Linked DNA regions of Sus scrofa: region 1 is linked to region 2. The links are chromatin contacts, called in public HiChIP or PLAC-seq maps. All regions are on one chromosome and are shown on one strand. Each heading gives the region's core, a stretch centred on a gene start, on an enhancer-like site or on the middle of the called end of the contact. The rest is flanking DNA. Distances are from core to core; before and after follow the strand shown.

Region 1 (6,993 bases), core at 1,317-3,816, 130 kb before region 2:
GCTTCTGCCCTGAAGTAACAACTGATACAGTATCAACCACCAGGCAAAAGAAAACTTTGATAAAGGACATGGAGGTGGAATCAGCCTGCACACACCAGCGTGCCCCAAGAGCTGGGAGAACAAAGGTCCCAGGTAGGAAGTGAGTGAGAAGGAGCCAAATTCACACTCTCCCCCCTTCTAGAGCTGCAGCCAGAGCATCGGTGGTCTCTCCAGGTGCTCTTGGCCACATCCCTCACACGGAGTTTAGAGATTTTCAGCACTGTAAATGTCAACTTTTCTTGTTGTCTTGTGTTAGAGAGCCAAGTTCACACGACAAATTCGTATCATGCGTTGCATATTCTATTTAAACAGGTTAAGCAAAATGTCTTCCTTGGTTGCTGTCAGTCAGACCAGTTCCTCAAGTCCTTTATTCCCTCAAGTATTTATCACATGGTGAGCAGGGCCCAGGAACTGTGCAAGGTGCTGGGGTTATAAGGATGAATAAAGATGTGATATTCTGGGGAAGGAGGAAGAGAGAGTAAAGACAGCTAATCCGGCTAATTCGCAAGGATAGCATCTGACGGGGATGAATATACTATGATGATGACGATGGGGGCAATGGGGGTGGTGGCCGGGTTTGGGGACCAGGCTGCCCTGGCTGCCCCCCTTTGCAGCCCTTTGACCTCAGGCAAGACTCTCACACTGTTGTTCCTGACTTCCAGAGGTAACAAATAAGATATCTGAAGAAACTGCTGGTTATTAGGTGCTCAACAAATACTGTTAAAGTCACATAGGGCGGTGCCTAAGAGTCTAAAGCCAGGAGTTCCCATTGCAGCTCAGGGGGTTAAGAATCCAATATAGTATCCGTGAGGATACAGGTTCAATCCCTGGCCTCGTTCAGTGGTTAAGAATCCGGCGTTGCCACAAGCTGTGTCAAATGTCAAAAATTCAGCTTGGATCCTGCATTGCTGTGCCTGCTGCATAGGCCAGCAGCTGCAGCTCCCATTCGATCCCTAGCCCGGGAACTTCCATATGCCATAGGTGAGGCCATAAAAAGAAAAGGAAAAAAAAAAAAAAAAAGACTCTGAAGCCAGGTTCAAATTCTAGCTCTAAATGTACTAGTCATGGACAAATAATTTAAATTTTTTCTGCCCTCTGTTCCCTTATCTGTGAAATGTGAGAGTAATAATGAAACCAACCACCTCGGAGAACACAGATCAAATGGATCAATGCGTGTGAGCCCTTAGGACAACCCAGCCAATCATTTACCCTAAGCGAGGCCTGGCTATTTACCACGAACTGTGGTGAAACATGGTATGCTCCGCCTGATGCTATTAAGAAGGCTGTGAACTACTATATGCACCATGACAGTGTACAGATAGACAGACACCCAGACACGCGTATGAGAGAGATGCTCACGACATTTTGCTGCAGAGGAGGAAAAACCGTGTTAACCACACAGGGAAGACGGAACACCAGAGAGACTCAAACACACGTGACACCGTCACTGCTCATCTCTGCATGGTGGGGTTACGCGTAACTCGCTGTCCTGCTTTTTTTTTTAGTTGTGATGTGTACAGTTTTCACAATCATTGACTTACACATGTTAAAATGATATGTAAGGAAGTTTGGTTCTTAAAAGGTGTTTGGGGCTCCAAATGAAAGACTGCTAAGATCCGGCAGGAAAGGATTCACTGAGAGCGGGAACTCTGAGCTGGGTGTTAAAGGAATTCACTGGCGGGGCTTTAAAGACAGTAAAGATTGGCACGGAGATGAGGATGAGTTCCTAGGAGCGCCTGACTACGTGGGTATGGATAAGATGGGAGAGTCGGGCAGCAAACAGTGCCGGTGCCAACGGCGCGTCCACCGTCCCCAAGAGCCTTCTCTGGACCTGAAGAGCAAGAGCCCATCCCTCGGGTTGGCTTGTTTGCCTGTTTCTGTGGTATCTGGTGGGAAGTCTGGCTCTTCTCTCTCACTCTCCCTCTCGCTCTCTCTTTTTCTCTCTCTAATTTCAGAAATCTCACTGTAGGATCCTGTCTGTGGAAAACAGCTAGTTTCCTCCTGCTTTGTGGTGGAACCCACAGGACAGCTGAGGATTACATTGCCTGTTTTCCAGATACTGACAGGTAGTCTGACAGCCGTGCAGACCTCCCTGTCACGGCTTGGAGCCTGTGCAAGATCCATCTCATGGAGACACAGTCCACACTGGGTCTTCCCTTGAAAGTGGGTGACATGGTGTGACGTTCAGCTGGGAAGGGTCCTACTTTTCCGGCTCTTCCTGTGTCTCCCATGGACCTCAGGACTCTAAGGTGGCACCGGTGCTGCAGGCAGGGCACACCAGCCCCAGCAACTGACAGTTATTTCAGAGCTTCTGGGCGGCAGCCCCACAGCTTAGCTCTCTGTCACTGGAGGGCTCAGTTCAACAGAAATGATTAGAGAATGTCTCCGGTTTGTTCGAATATGTTTCTAGAGAGAAGATCTGATAGGAAGGAGAAAAGCTCCTTTCTTCCTCTTTCTGCCTCTGGGCTCTTCCTCAGCCTTCTGCTTTCGTTTCTGGCTGACTTGAGCAATGCTGACAAGACAAAGCGAAGTCTTTCCACTGTTTAGTCTACTTTTAATTATTTCAACACGGAGACCTTCCTGGCCACGAGGCGACAAGCTGTCCGTTCTTGATTTCCTCCTCGCACTTACTTCTGGGGTTGAGTATGTAGTTTGGTTGGACCAGGTACAGCCAGAAACTTCTTGGGAGGTCCAAGGTTTCCCAGAATGTATCATCTACCCAGAGAAAGCCCCGGTGGGGAAACTCCACCACCTTTCTCTGGTCACAGCCCTGGGGACACTGTGGTTGTCCTCCCTCTCCTGGGCTGCCCTTGGCTTCCCCAGTGGGATGGTTCTGTCTTCTTTCTTCAGGAAAAACAGTCTCCCTGACCTCCCCCTTCCTGGGTATAAAGGAAAGACTCTAGGCTCTGGAGCTACACTCTGATTTCAAATACCACCTACTTGGCTGCGTAACTTTGGGCAAATTACTGAGTGAGGCTGATTCACTATTTCCTTTTCTTTATAAGATGGGAGTAGTGAAGTAAGTCAGACAGACAAAGCAAATATTGTGTATGATCTTACCTAAATGTGGAATCTAAAAAAAAACAACAACAACAAAAAAACCAGGACTCGGAGTTCTGGCTGTGGCACAGAGGATTAAGGAACTGGCATTGCTGCAGCTGTGGCATAAATCGAAGCTGCAGCTTGGGTTTGATCCCTGGTCTGGGAACTTCCATATGCTGCAGATCTGGCCAAAGAACAACCCGCCCCCCCAAAAAAAAAAACCCAAAAGACAAAAAATCAGAACTCGTAGATACAGAGAAAAACAGGTGGTCGCCAGAGGCGGGGTTTGGGAGGTGGATGAAATGGATGAAGGTAGTCAAACATACAGACTTAGAACTGTCAGAAAATAAGTCCTGGGGATGTGACGCAGAGCATGGGGACTGCAGCTGGAATGCTGTGCTGTACATCTGAAAACTGCCAGGAGAATACATCTGAAATGTTCTCATCACAAGAAAAAAAAATTGTAGCAGTGTGATGACAGATGTCAACTAAACCTATTGTGCTAATCATTTTGCAATATATACATGTATCAAATCATTATGTTGTATGCCTAAAACTAATGTCAGTTCTATGTCAATTTTTCTAAAAGATGGGAGTAATTTATGTAACTCATAGTGTCAGGAGACCCAGGGAGGGAATAATTAGAACCGTTGTGGAAGAGATGAAGAATCAAATGAGGTGACAAAAGTTACCTAACAAAGAGCACCTACTACAACACCTGATATATAGTAACAATTTGATACTATTTACACCTTTTCTCAATTCCCCATTCTCTCTTGCTATACCTGGTATATACATATGATCCTTTTTGCTTCAAATGTTTTATTATTAATAATTATAGGGCAGAGTTCCCTTTGTGGCGCAGCATGCAGCATTGTCATGAGTGGGGGCATAGGTTGCCAGCGTGGCTCAGATCCCACAGTTGCCATGTGGGTGTGGTGTAGGCTGGCAGCTGCAGCTTCGATTCGACCCCTAGCCTGGGAATCTCCATATGCCACAGGTTTGGCCCTTAAAAAAAAAAAAAAAAAAAAAAAATACAGGGCAACTGACACAGGACTGCATGGTCTGTTTAATAACCAATGTTTTGCAGCTTTCCAAACATTCTTATCTCCCTTTCAGAGGAGGGAATTCAGCTTTGGCTTTAAGATCTCACATGCTCTTCTCAGAAAACAGACCTGAAGAGCCATTAGGTGTTAACTGTCTTCTCATCCTTCCTGGTGTTTCAGTGATAATGGGCATCCATTTCTTAACACTGAGTGTGAGCAGTTTATGGATGTTCTCTCATTTAACCTCAATGCCATCAAGTAGGTAATTTTTTTTTGTCTTTTTTTTTTTTTCTGCCTTTTGAGGTCCGCTCCCGCGGCATATGGAGGTTCCCAGGCTAGGGGTCCAATTGCAGCCATAGCCACCAGCCTATGCCAGAGCCAAAGCAACACGGGATCCGAGCTGAGTCTGTGACCTACACCACAGCTCACGGCAATGCTGGATCCTTAACCCACTGAGCAAGGCCAGGGATTGAACCCACAACCTCATGGTTTCTAGTCGGATTCGTTAACCACTGCGCCACGACTGGAACTCCCAAGTAGGTAATATTTATCGCCATTTATCAGTTAGGAAACTGAGGCTCAGAAAGGCTAAGTACCACCCTACATCACACAACTAGATCATTCTAGAATCATAATACTAACCGAGATATCCACAGCTCCCAAGTCCATGTCCCAGACACTCTCACACTGGTGCCTCAAAGCAATAGCAGAGCAATTGCAAAGCTCTTTACTCTGGAGGTCCTTCTCCAAGGGGGAGAAGGCTCTGGAAACTTGGAGGTCTCATGAACCCCCTGGCTTCCCACCCAAAGCAACTTCATGATATATTATCAGCTTCTAACAGTCACAAGTACTGAAGTCAAAATTGGTCCCTTGGAAGTTTATAGCTCAAGAACATAAAATCATCTAGTACAGGACAAAAGCCACCATGATAAAGAAGGCAGTGACATATCTTTAAATCTGAGGCAACTGGTCAGGAGGTTCTCAGACCAGAAGTGAACAGTTGGCTGTGTGTTTTCTGCTTCCCAGTCACTGAGCTATCGAGAGCCAAGAACTCTAGAATGTGCCAAGGCCAGGCACAGGTGTATGGGCAGAGCTGAAACCCTGAACGAACTTCTCCCCATCACTTGCATAACTTCCTTGGTCTGGGGTTTCTCATACTTTCCGAGGGGGAAGTACGCTCCTCTTCCATCTCCCCTTCTTCATGAGGCACAGAGCAGCAGGAACCACTCAGCAACAGGGACTTGGCAGCTTCTAAAGGTCACGTCGCTGGCGGGCGCAGCTTGAGTTGAAGGGATCGTAGACATGCAGGCAAACGTCCAGAGCGTCACCAGTGCCCGGCCCTGAGCCACAGGGGAAGCCAGAGGGCCTGGAGTGGGAGAGGAATATGAGTCACGAGAGGAAGCTGAATGAAGGAGGAGAAGCTTCTGGAGGACAAGCAGCAAAGTTGCTCTTTGTTCCCAAGACATCTTTAATGAGGCAGCGATGAAGGAAGAGGACTATTGACTGCCCACGGTGTGGTCAGCACTGTGCCGCATGCCTTATAGAGGCCCTTAGTCACAGTGGAGTGAGAAAGAGCTCATTTGTGCTAACTCGGCTACCCAAGTAGATTTGAGAAATTGGGAAAATCTATTCAATCTCTTTGAGTGTTTACTTAGTCTTTGACATTGAACTAATAATATCTATAATAATTATTGAGCCCATCGATATTAACTGAAGACCTCCTGTGCTAAGCATGATAAAAGCTGGATATACATGCAGGTAAATTAAAATAAACCAGTATCTTAGAAGTAAGTTCTGAGAATGGAATGTACAGAAAGGTGATTATAATTAACAATACTTTATTTGAAAGTTGTTGGAAGAGCAAATCTTCCAAGTTCTCATCTCACACCCCCCCCCCCAAAATTGCAGCTATATGTGTGATGGATATTAACTAAGCTTATCATGGTCATTGTTTTGCAATATATGTATATATCAAATCATCGTAGGGTATACCTTAAGCTTATATATCTTGTTATATATATGACAATTTACAAAACAACTTTCTCAAAAATTTCAATTTACCTCCATAAAGCAGGAAAAATTTTTAATAAAATAAAATAAATCAGTGTCTATTTCTGTGAAACTTATAATCTATGGATACTAGCAAGTGTGGTAAATTATATAAAATGCTTGGGATTTGGCAGTTATTATTTTATTTAATCTTAACAGCAGTCCTATGAACATTATCTAAATGTTAAATGCTGAAAATAACCCTAGGCAGGTTCAGACCAAGAAAGAAAATGCTGAGTACTAGATTCATCTTAATGGCAAAAGTTAAAGGGCTGTCATTAGCGGATGGCTCTATATAATTAAAGTTAGTTTGAGAACATGGTATATTTCATATTGAAAAATAGACCATGTCTTTCATTGATTCGTGCCTTCTGTCAGTGACTATTTGTGGTCCATCATTGTGTTCTTAGCATCTAGCCCAGTGCCTGGTACCTACTAAGTGATTGATACATAACTGTTAAATAAAATTGAGCACTTATTACATTACATTATTACCAGGCATTTTTTATTCCAAAAACTGCATTGTATCTGTTATTTGTTCCTAGAAATTGTGTTAGGGCCTGTGGATTAAAAAAATAAAATCCTGGCCCAGCAAGCTTTAGAAAGCTATGTGAATAGAAATGAATGTAGGGGAGAGCATGGACCAGTCTTAGAGGAAAAGTGGCCCACGATGACTCTAAAATAACCCCTCCGTCTCTGCTCTCAATCCCGCTCTTCTTGCTTCAAGACATTTCTCATAATGATGGGTATTCCCCAAGATTCTGCCTCTGGATTTCTGCTCTACTAGAAAAATGCATAGATTTAAGAGTCTCTAAGT
Region 2 (7,395 bases), core at 3,521-6,020:
CATTTCTGTCTAGAACATAGTCAACTCTTTCTCCATTCTCTATCTTCCCTCGCTGCCTCTATTACACGGATGTCTACACACTTTGCCTCCTTGCATCTCTAAAGGGTATAAACTCTTTGAAATCTTGACTTGTCTTATTCAACTTTGCCTCTTTTGGTTACCCAACCATCCCCCCCCACCACCAATCTACAGTGCTTTGTCTGTGGTAGATATTCAGAAAATGTTTGCTAATTTTAAAAATACCTAGTTAATCAGAACTTAATCTCACTTATCACAGCAGGGGTCCCTGAACTCTGGCGGCACATGCCTCTTAGGTGACCAATGTGGCCCGAGGCCATAGGAGGTATTTTACCACCTCGGACAGTAGCCCTCCTACTGTTTATTGTGAGTTTTCAAGGAGTCTGCCTGGTGCAGTGGTGAAGAGCATGAGCCATAAAGCCATAAAATCTGGTTTTGTTTGTTTTGTTTTTTTGGGGTTTTGTTTGTTTGTGTTTTAGGGCCGCACTGGCAGCATACGGAATTTCCCAGGCTAGGGGTCCAATCGGAGCTTTAGCTGCCGGCCTGTGCCACAGCCAGAGCACCTTGGGACCCGAGCCAGGTCTGCCAACCTACACCACAGTTCATGGCAACGCCAGATCCTTAACCCACTGAGCGAGGCCAGGGATTGAACCTGCATCCTCATAGATCCCAGCTGGGTTTGTTAATCACTGAACTTCGAAGGGAACTTCCATATACTATCTGCTTTTGAAACCTGTTACAAGTCACAGGACAGACCTTGCCTGTGTAAACTAATCTCTCTGTGAATGAGTAGTCTCATCTGCAGTGCAGGAATAATAGTCTGAAATGCTATTTCCCAGTTTTGTCATGAAGATTTACTGAGTTATTACCCATAATGCCCTTTTGAATAGCAATGGTACCTCGCAAGTGCCCCATTAGAATTAATTATTTTACGCTCTGCTAAGTTTTGTATAAATGTATCTGGGCACAGAGGAACAGTGGGGCCACAGGAGGGAAACGCAAAGGCTGACAAGAAGGGACATTTTCAGGGGTGTGACGGCAATCACTTTCTAGGACAAATGGGTGGAAGATATTCCAGTCCTGAAATGTGAGGCTGAGGTGCTGTATGCCTGGTGGACCCCACCTCCAATTCAGGGAGGTGGGAGATCAAGGTATTTCTCTTGGTGGTGAAGTTGCCTACCTCTTGCAGTCTTTTTTTTAAAAGCATGGTCAAGTTGCAGGAAAAATTCTATTCTACTTTAACAGAGAAGTCTTCCATTCCAAATGTGTCATTTTTCCTATTAAGAGTATTTGTGAGCATCTTTGTAAACTACTATTTTCAGATTTCTTATTTTCCCTAGACATAAATATACATTTTTTTTACAGGTGCAGCGATGATGTTTTAACATGATTTAAGTGTCAGCGATGTTAAAAAAAAAAAAAACCACTTGTTTTAATAATGGAGATATATATATATTTTTCTTTTAATGAACTTCAGGGCTTTTACTTGTTTGGAAAGCATAGAAAGAGGGCATTTGAATAGGTATAAAGTAATACTGTTACATGGGGAGGACAATTTTTCCTAATAGTAAAACATAGTGAGACCAATAATGACTGAAGATGTGTCATAAAAGGAAAACAGTGACTTGTGAGGAAAAATCACTCATTGGGCATTGGAAGAGATGACTTACACAGGCAATGACAGCACTGGAACGAGCCTTTGGGGACAGGCATATTTCATTTCACCTGCGTCAGTCTTTACTTCACATATGTCTTTGAGAGCCATCTTAGTGCAAAAGAGATGAGGTCAAAGTAAAAAGAAGGATTAGAGCTTTTTGCAGTCGAAGACAAAAATGTCCCTTCCCTGTCAAATTCCTTTCTGTTCAAGGATCTCAGATGTTGGCTGCAATGATCTATGACTTTATTAGTACATTGTAACATGAAACTTTGCAGACTGAAGCAGTATGCTTTTTTTTAAAAGTCTTTATCTTGTGGCTAGTTCCCAACTATTCTTACAGCACTAGAGCTGTCAACATTTGAAAGATCAAAAATATGTGTTTTCTTACTGTAAGTCTCCTAATGACAGTGTTTAAGATGGTCAAAATATCCCTATTTTTCTAGAGGTGTTATTTTTCCAATAGGAAACCCACATGAATGTTCTTGCACAGCCATGGCCTAATAGTGAGTACAGAACTAAAAGACTGGACTTCTCAGTACAGTTTTGCACTGATCAGTATCTCGTTTTCTCCCTACACATTGGTTGAAGGGCACCCGTTTTAACTCACAAAGTTGAATCTGACAGTTAATGTCAGCATCTTTTGGTGCTGTGAGTAAATTCGTGGCCCTGTTGTTATCAGCAATACAATGTTTTTGCTTCCTTATCAGCAATAGGTTTGTGGTAGAACATTGTGGAGTTAACATTCTGAGATCAGATGATATTCACATTTTTACTGTGTGCTTCGTGAAAAATTAAAGAACGAATTGCTCAGTATTAGCCATAATTTTTGAAAGGGGGCCTACGCCTTAAACTAATGATCAACTTCCATATCCAAAGTCAGCTATATATATGGCTACAGAGAAGGAATTTTTTTTTTTTTTTTTTTTTTTTTTTTAAACCACAGCTGTTGTGGTAAATTGGCTCCCAAACTGATCACAGGAGACTTTACTTACTCTTGTGTTGTCATCAGGTGAAATCATGTTAGGCTCCCACTGTGCCTGTTAGGTTGTTTGCACTTCTGAACTGTACGAAATGACTAAATTTCTTAGTTATCCTGCTTGAAAAATATAATTCAAATGTTGTAGGAATGCAAATCCACAGTGAATCCCCACAGTAAGAATGGTCAGCTTATTTCTAAATGGAAATCCCCAATTGTCACACCGTATCAATTATCTGACATAAAATCTAACTTCCATTGAGCAGGAATGTGTTTTAAAGATCAGGTCTCTGGATGAAGAATTTTAGCTTTAGTGGGTTATGCAGCAAAAATGCCTAAATGCAGAGCACTGTTTTAATGTTGGCAGAAATAGCTTCTCTTGAAATAGCAGACAAGAAGGAAAAATGGAAGATTTGAAGCTGAGTCTTTTGCCTAAGCACATTTTCTAACGTTTCTGCCTGTATCTCATTTAAAATTGGATAAAGAAATAGGAGTGGGGACAGAACGACATTCATCTGCTTTCACAGAAGGCACGCACTGGCGTCCTGCACGTACAGTTTATTTGACCTACATTTAAAAAATTTGGGAAATGCCGTATTACAAAAACATCCAGAAGATTCCTGGCTTTTCTTAAGAAATGGAACCTTTGGCCACAGCGGGCCTCTATTCATACCGGGCGGGGGCGGGGGCAGGCTGGATTTGGGACTGGGGCGCTCTAGTTACACAGGCTCTGTGATTTCACACTCCTTACCATCCTAAACGTCTTAACACCATACTCATTTTTGCAGGCCTCACCCCGCAGGCATGGAGACTACTGCAGTTTCCGAAATGGATGCAACGGGGCTTTTTTTTTTTCTTTCTTTTTTTAATGTGCAAATCTCTTTGTTAACGGGCGGGGGACGGGACCGGGTAGCTGGTTTTGCTTCCCAACAGTCCTAAATTTGCCGTTTTCCAACGCTCTGACCCTAACCTCCTTTTTCCAAACGGCCCAACGAATGAAACGAAGTATCAAAGGCGGGCCCTTGAAGTTGCAGCTCCATCAAAAGCCAGCCATGTGACCTTCCCCGAGTCCGTTAAGCTCTCCGGGCCAGAAGTGATGAAAGGTCTCTAAACGGACTTAACAATTGTTCCGAATACTTCACAGGGCTGTTGCACAGCGCACATGAGATTTTGAAAGTACCCTATAGACCGCAAAACGCTCCCGAGCACAAGCGTCTGCTACAGAGGGCGGCAGCACGGCTTCCGAAGTCGGGTTACTGGAATCCGCTCTCGCTCCGCGCTGCTCCCACCTCCCACGCTCCGGGGTGGGCGAGCGGAAGAAGATTCTCAGGGGAGCCGGTCTGGAAAAGCGGCTCGGCACTGCAGCGAGAAGTTCCTTCGCGGGGGTAAAGTTGGTGGCGGCACTTTCAAGCCCCCAGAGCAACATACCAACTCCTAGGCGAGAAGAGACATCCCGCCCCGGCCGCACAGGCGGCGAGAAGACCGGTCACCGGGTCACCTCCCTGCTCGAAGCCGGGACCCCACAGGTCCGGCCGAACCCTCCCGGCCGGGACCCCAGACATCGCCCGCACCCCAACCCCCACCGTCCTCCTTCCCGTCCCCCTCCACGTGACAAGAGCCGGAACCGTCACTTCCGGCGGCGCAGACAGCGCGCCTGCGCGGGGTGCCCGGCCTCAGAGAGCGGCTGGCAGGGGCGCCGCGCCGCCAACGGCTGGGAGTGGCGGGCGGCTCCGGTTCCGCCGGGGCGGCGGCGGCGGCGCGGACTGCGCTCCAGAGGCCGTGCGGCGCGAGGAGTCCCGCCCGCTCCCCGGAGGCCCGGCCGCCCCGCCCCTTCCCCAGCTCCCTCCCTCGCGCCCTCCCGCGGGGCTCGCGCTGCGGGCGCCCAGCTCGGCGGCGAGGGCGCCGGGGGCACTGGCGGCGGCGCCCCCGCGCTCGGGCCCGCCCCCTCGCGCCCCGCCCCGTCCCCGCCCTCCTCGCCGCCCTCTGCGGGAGCCCGGCAGCTGCAGCGGAGCCGCGGAGCGGGCGCAGGGGCCGGGGCGCTGCGCTCGGGGCGCGCGGAATGTGAGGCTCGGCGGGCCGCAGCGCGCACGGACGCTCGGACGGACGAGGGCCGGCGGCCCCGCGCGGACGCCGGGCCGGGCGCTCGCCCTCTCGCTCGCCCTTGCGCGCGCCCCGCGCCCTCCGGCGCGCCGGCGGGACCATGAAGAAGTTCTCTCGAATGCCCAAGTCGGAGGGCGGCGGCGGCGGCGGCGGAGCGGCGGGTGGCGGGGCCGGCGGGGCCGGGGCCGCCTTCGGCTCCGGCTCCGGGAGCTCGTCCGTGGGGGTCCGCGTGTTCGCGGTCGGCCGCTACCAGGTCACCCTGGAGGAGTCGCTGGCCGAAGGTATGGGCGCCCGGGGAGGCGCGGGCCGGCAGGTGAGGGAGGGCTGGGGTGTGGCGGTAGCTTCTCCCGGTCGCCGCCCGCTTCTCTGCTCGCTCCCTCGGCTCCCCCTTCTGCCTCCTGCCCGGCCAGCGAGGCTCTTAGAGTAGCTCGAGGTCTCGCTCTTAAGCCGGCTTTTCTCGCCGCCGGCCGCGCTGGCCGGTGCACGGTTCTTTGATTACGAGTTTAAGTCATTTTCAGTCCTTCTCCACGCAGGGAAATACATAGGAAACGTCTTAGCGCGAGGGCTGTGGTGTCGTGATTGGACCAGTGACTCATTTGAGGGTCAGACCGAGCAAGATTGGGGCTCTTCTCCCCCAGCTGTGGCTCAGGCGGGTGTCATGCGCTGGCCTCTCCACCCGCGCCGCCGGGCGCAGGACCCTGCAGCCCGCGCGTTAAGCCTGTTTGCTGCTGCTCAGTCATCAGGTGAAAAACGATTTATTCCTGTGTGTTCGCGGGATGGAGGTGATACTTTGCCCCAGCTTCAGTTAGCAGGTTGCTTTGGGGAAGCAGGTAAACTTGGAGTCCACTTATCTTTGTTATTTAGAAGCTTCTCTGAGACAAGGTGCTAGTCCTACCATTTCAGTAAGTCTCTGGCGGTAGTTGAAAAGGCGATATGAAAGCAGGTTAACTTTCACTGGAGAAGTTTTGTGTTCGATCCCACCTTATCTTTTACTAGGCTCTGTCAACAGCTGCAAGTCGGCTTACAGAAAAAGTTATTTAACTCCATTAAAAAAAATCCTGTAGTTTTTTTATTTCTTGTATAAATTGGCTTGTAGGAAATACTGCCTTGTTGCATGCTTCATTGACTTTTGAGTTTTAATCGCAGACCGATATTACAAAATACGTACTTTTAAAACTTCACGAGAAATAATTTGTTGATAAGTGGCCCTTGTTAATTTCGGAGATTGAGAGAAGAAATCGAGGACAGTAGCTTTGGTTCTCTGAGAGGTGTTGATGTGGTTTGAAGACAGTAGACTGAGATTCCACTTGTGTTTTTTGAAATGCTGTAAACAGTAGCGAATTAGTGCGAGAGAAAACCCTGAATGTTTTTGTCTACGAACTGTTCTGAAGAGAAATCTTGATTATTCAGGGATGAACATCATTGTTTTGCAAGCTCTGGCCCCTCATTAGGAGCCTAGCTGAGCCTTAGAGCGGTGGAAGGAGGATCCTTAGCTTCTCCAGTGATGAATGTATGGTAATTGGCATTGATGGACAGATTTACTATGCTGTAAAATTTCCTAGCTCTTTATTATACGTGACTTTCAAGTGTTGATTTAGATTGAATTGTAGGTTTTTAGAAGACATGGCTATTAGCTCACATGCTGTACTTCTGTCTTTGAGTTGTAACTGATTCAAGTGTGGCTTGAGTAATACTACACTCACTTCACTTCAGTAAATCCCAGATGGGTCTTTTATTTAATAGAATGAAATCATTGACATTTCATCAAACTAGAGTTTGGATTTGTAGCTTCTGCCCCTGCTCCAAGCATGTCCTATCACTACCCTAAGCACACTGTTTTCCATAGAAATAAATAATTTTGGAAAATGAGAATAAAAATGAATTTCAAAAAGGGAGTACTCACTCAACCACAAAAAATGCTTTCAGTAACTAATATTACTGTTAGAGTGTTTCACTGACTTTTGCCATTGATTTGTCATTCTTCCGCTTGGAAAAATCACTAATTAAGTGCTAGGAGGAAGCAGGGCTTGAGCAAATTCTTGGGGAAGATGGCACTTCCCCACTCTGCACCCCAGCACCTGGAACCAGGCATTTGGGCTTCCCTGGAGGGAAGGCTGAGGCCTAGGCTTTGTTCCCTTGTGTATCCTCTTCTCCGCACGCACACAATCCAAAGGATCTATGTTCGGTTTACTTTTGGATCCTGACAATATATTATTTCAGATGCTTAATGTTTTCCCTTCTTTCCAAATAAGTAATGCTGTGATTTAGACAAGCTGTTTAAGCACCAGTGTGGTTTACGTTCTAGAATGATCGTTCAGGAATTTACAGACACATGTGCCCGTTTATAAAACTCGGGCAAGTGCTTGTGAAAAGGTAGGAGAGTGTAGAGAACCTGAACTGAGGAGAAGTAGAGCATTGAGTGGTGAGAGGGGTGGAGGTTGAGAGAGGTCGAAGCAAAAACAGTAGATTTTACATTTTTGCTTTTTGTGTCAGTGTTATTTAAACGAGCCAAGACTCTGCAGGTGATGTGTCCTGAGGAGTGTTTGCCAGGCTACTGCAGACACAGGCAGCTTGCTCAGAATGGCCTCTGCAGTGTCTTTGAATCTTCAGGAAACCTGGTGTGAGCGCTGCCTGCCCCTCCCCC

What was found. HiChIP or PLAC-seq counts read pairs in DNA pulled down with a chosen protein or histone mark.
Region 1: an H3K27ac HiChIP or PLAC-seq map of alveolar macrophages shows a contact between it and region 2. The contact joins the enhancer-like site here to the promoter of BMP2K in region 2. A contact is called at or near these places in 6 of 47 Hi-C or Micro-C datasets (alveolar macrophages, brain, embryonic fibroblasts and 1 more) and 2 of 2 datasets of contacts at active chromatin or transcription factors (alveolar macrophages and skeletal muscle).

Annotation. Positions count from the first base shown.
Region 1 is chr8:138,914,879-138,921,871 of Sscrofa11.1, reverse strand. No RefSeq gene overlaps it. Among named protein-coding and RNA genes, the nearest start is that of BMP2K, 130 kb to the right of the region's middle. Within about 2 kb of position 2,566, at least 20 of the 83 cell types and tissues checked have an H3K27ac peak or open chromatin away from gene starts, as enhancers often do. A contact at or near this core is called in alveolar macrophages and liver, where this site is marked.
Region 2 is chr8:138,787,341-138,794,735 of Sscrofa11.1, reverse strand. BMP2K (BMP-2-inducible protein kinase) reads left to right here and starts at 4,770. Exons shown (of 16, transcript XM_021101897.1): 1 at 4,770-5,032. The coding sequence starts at 4,852.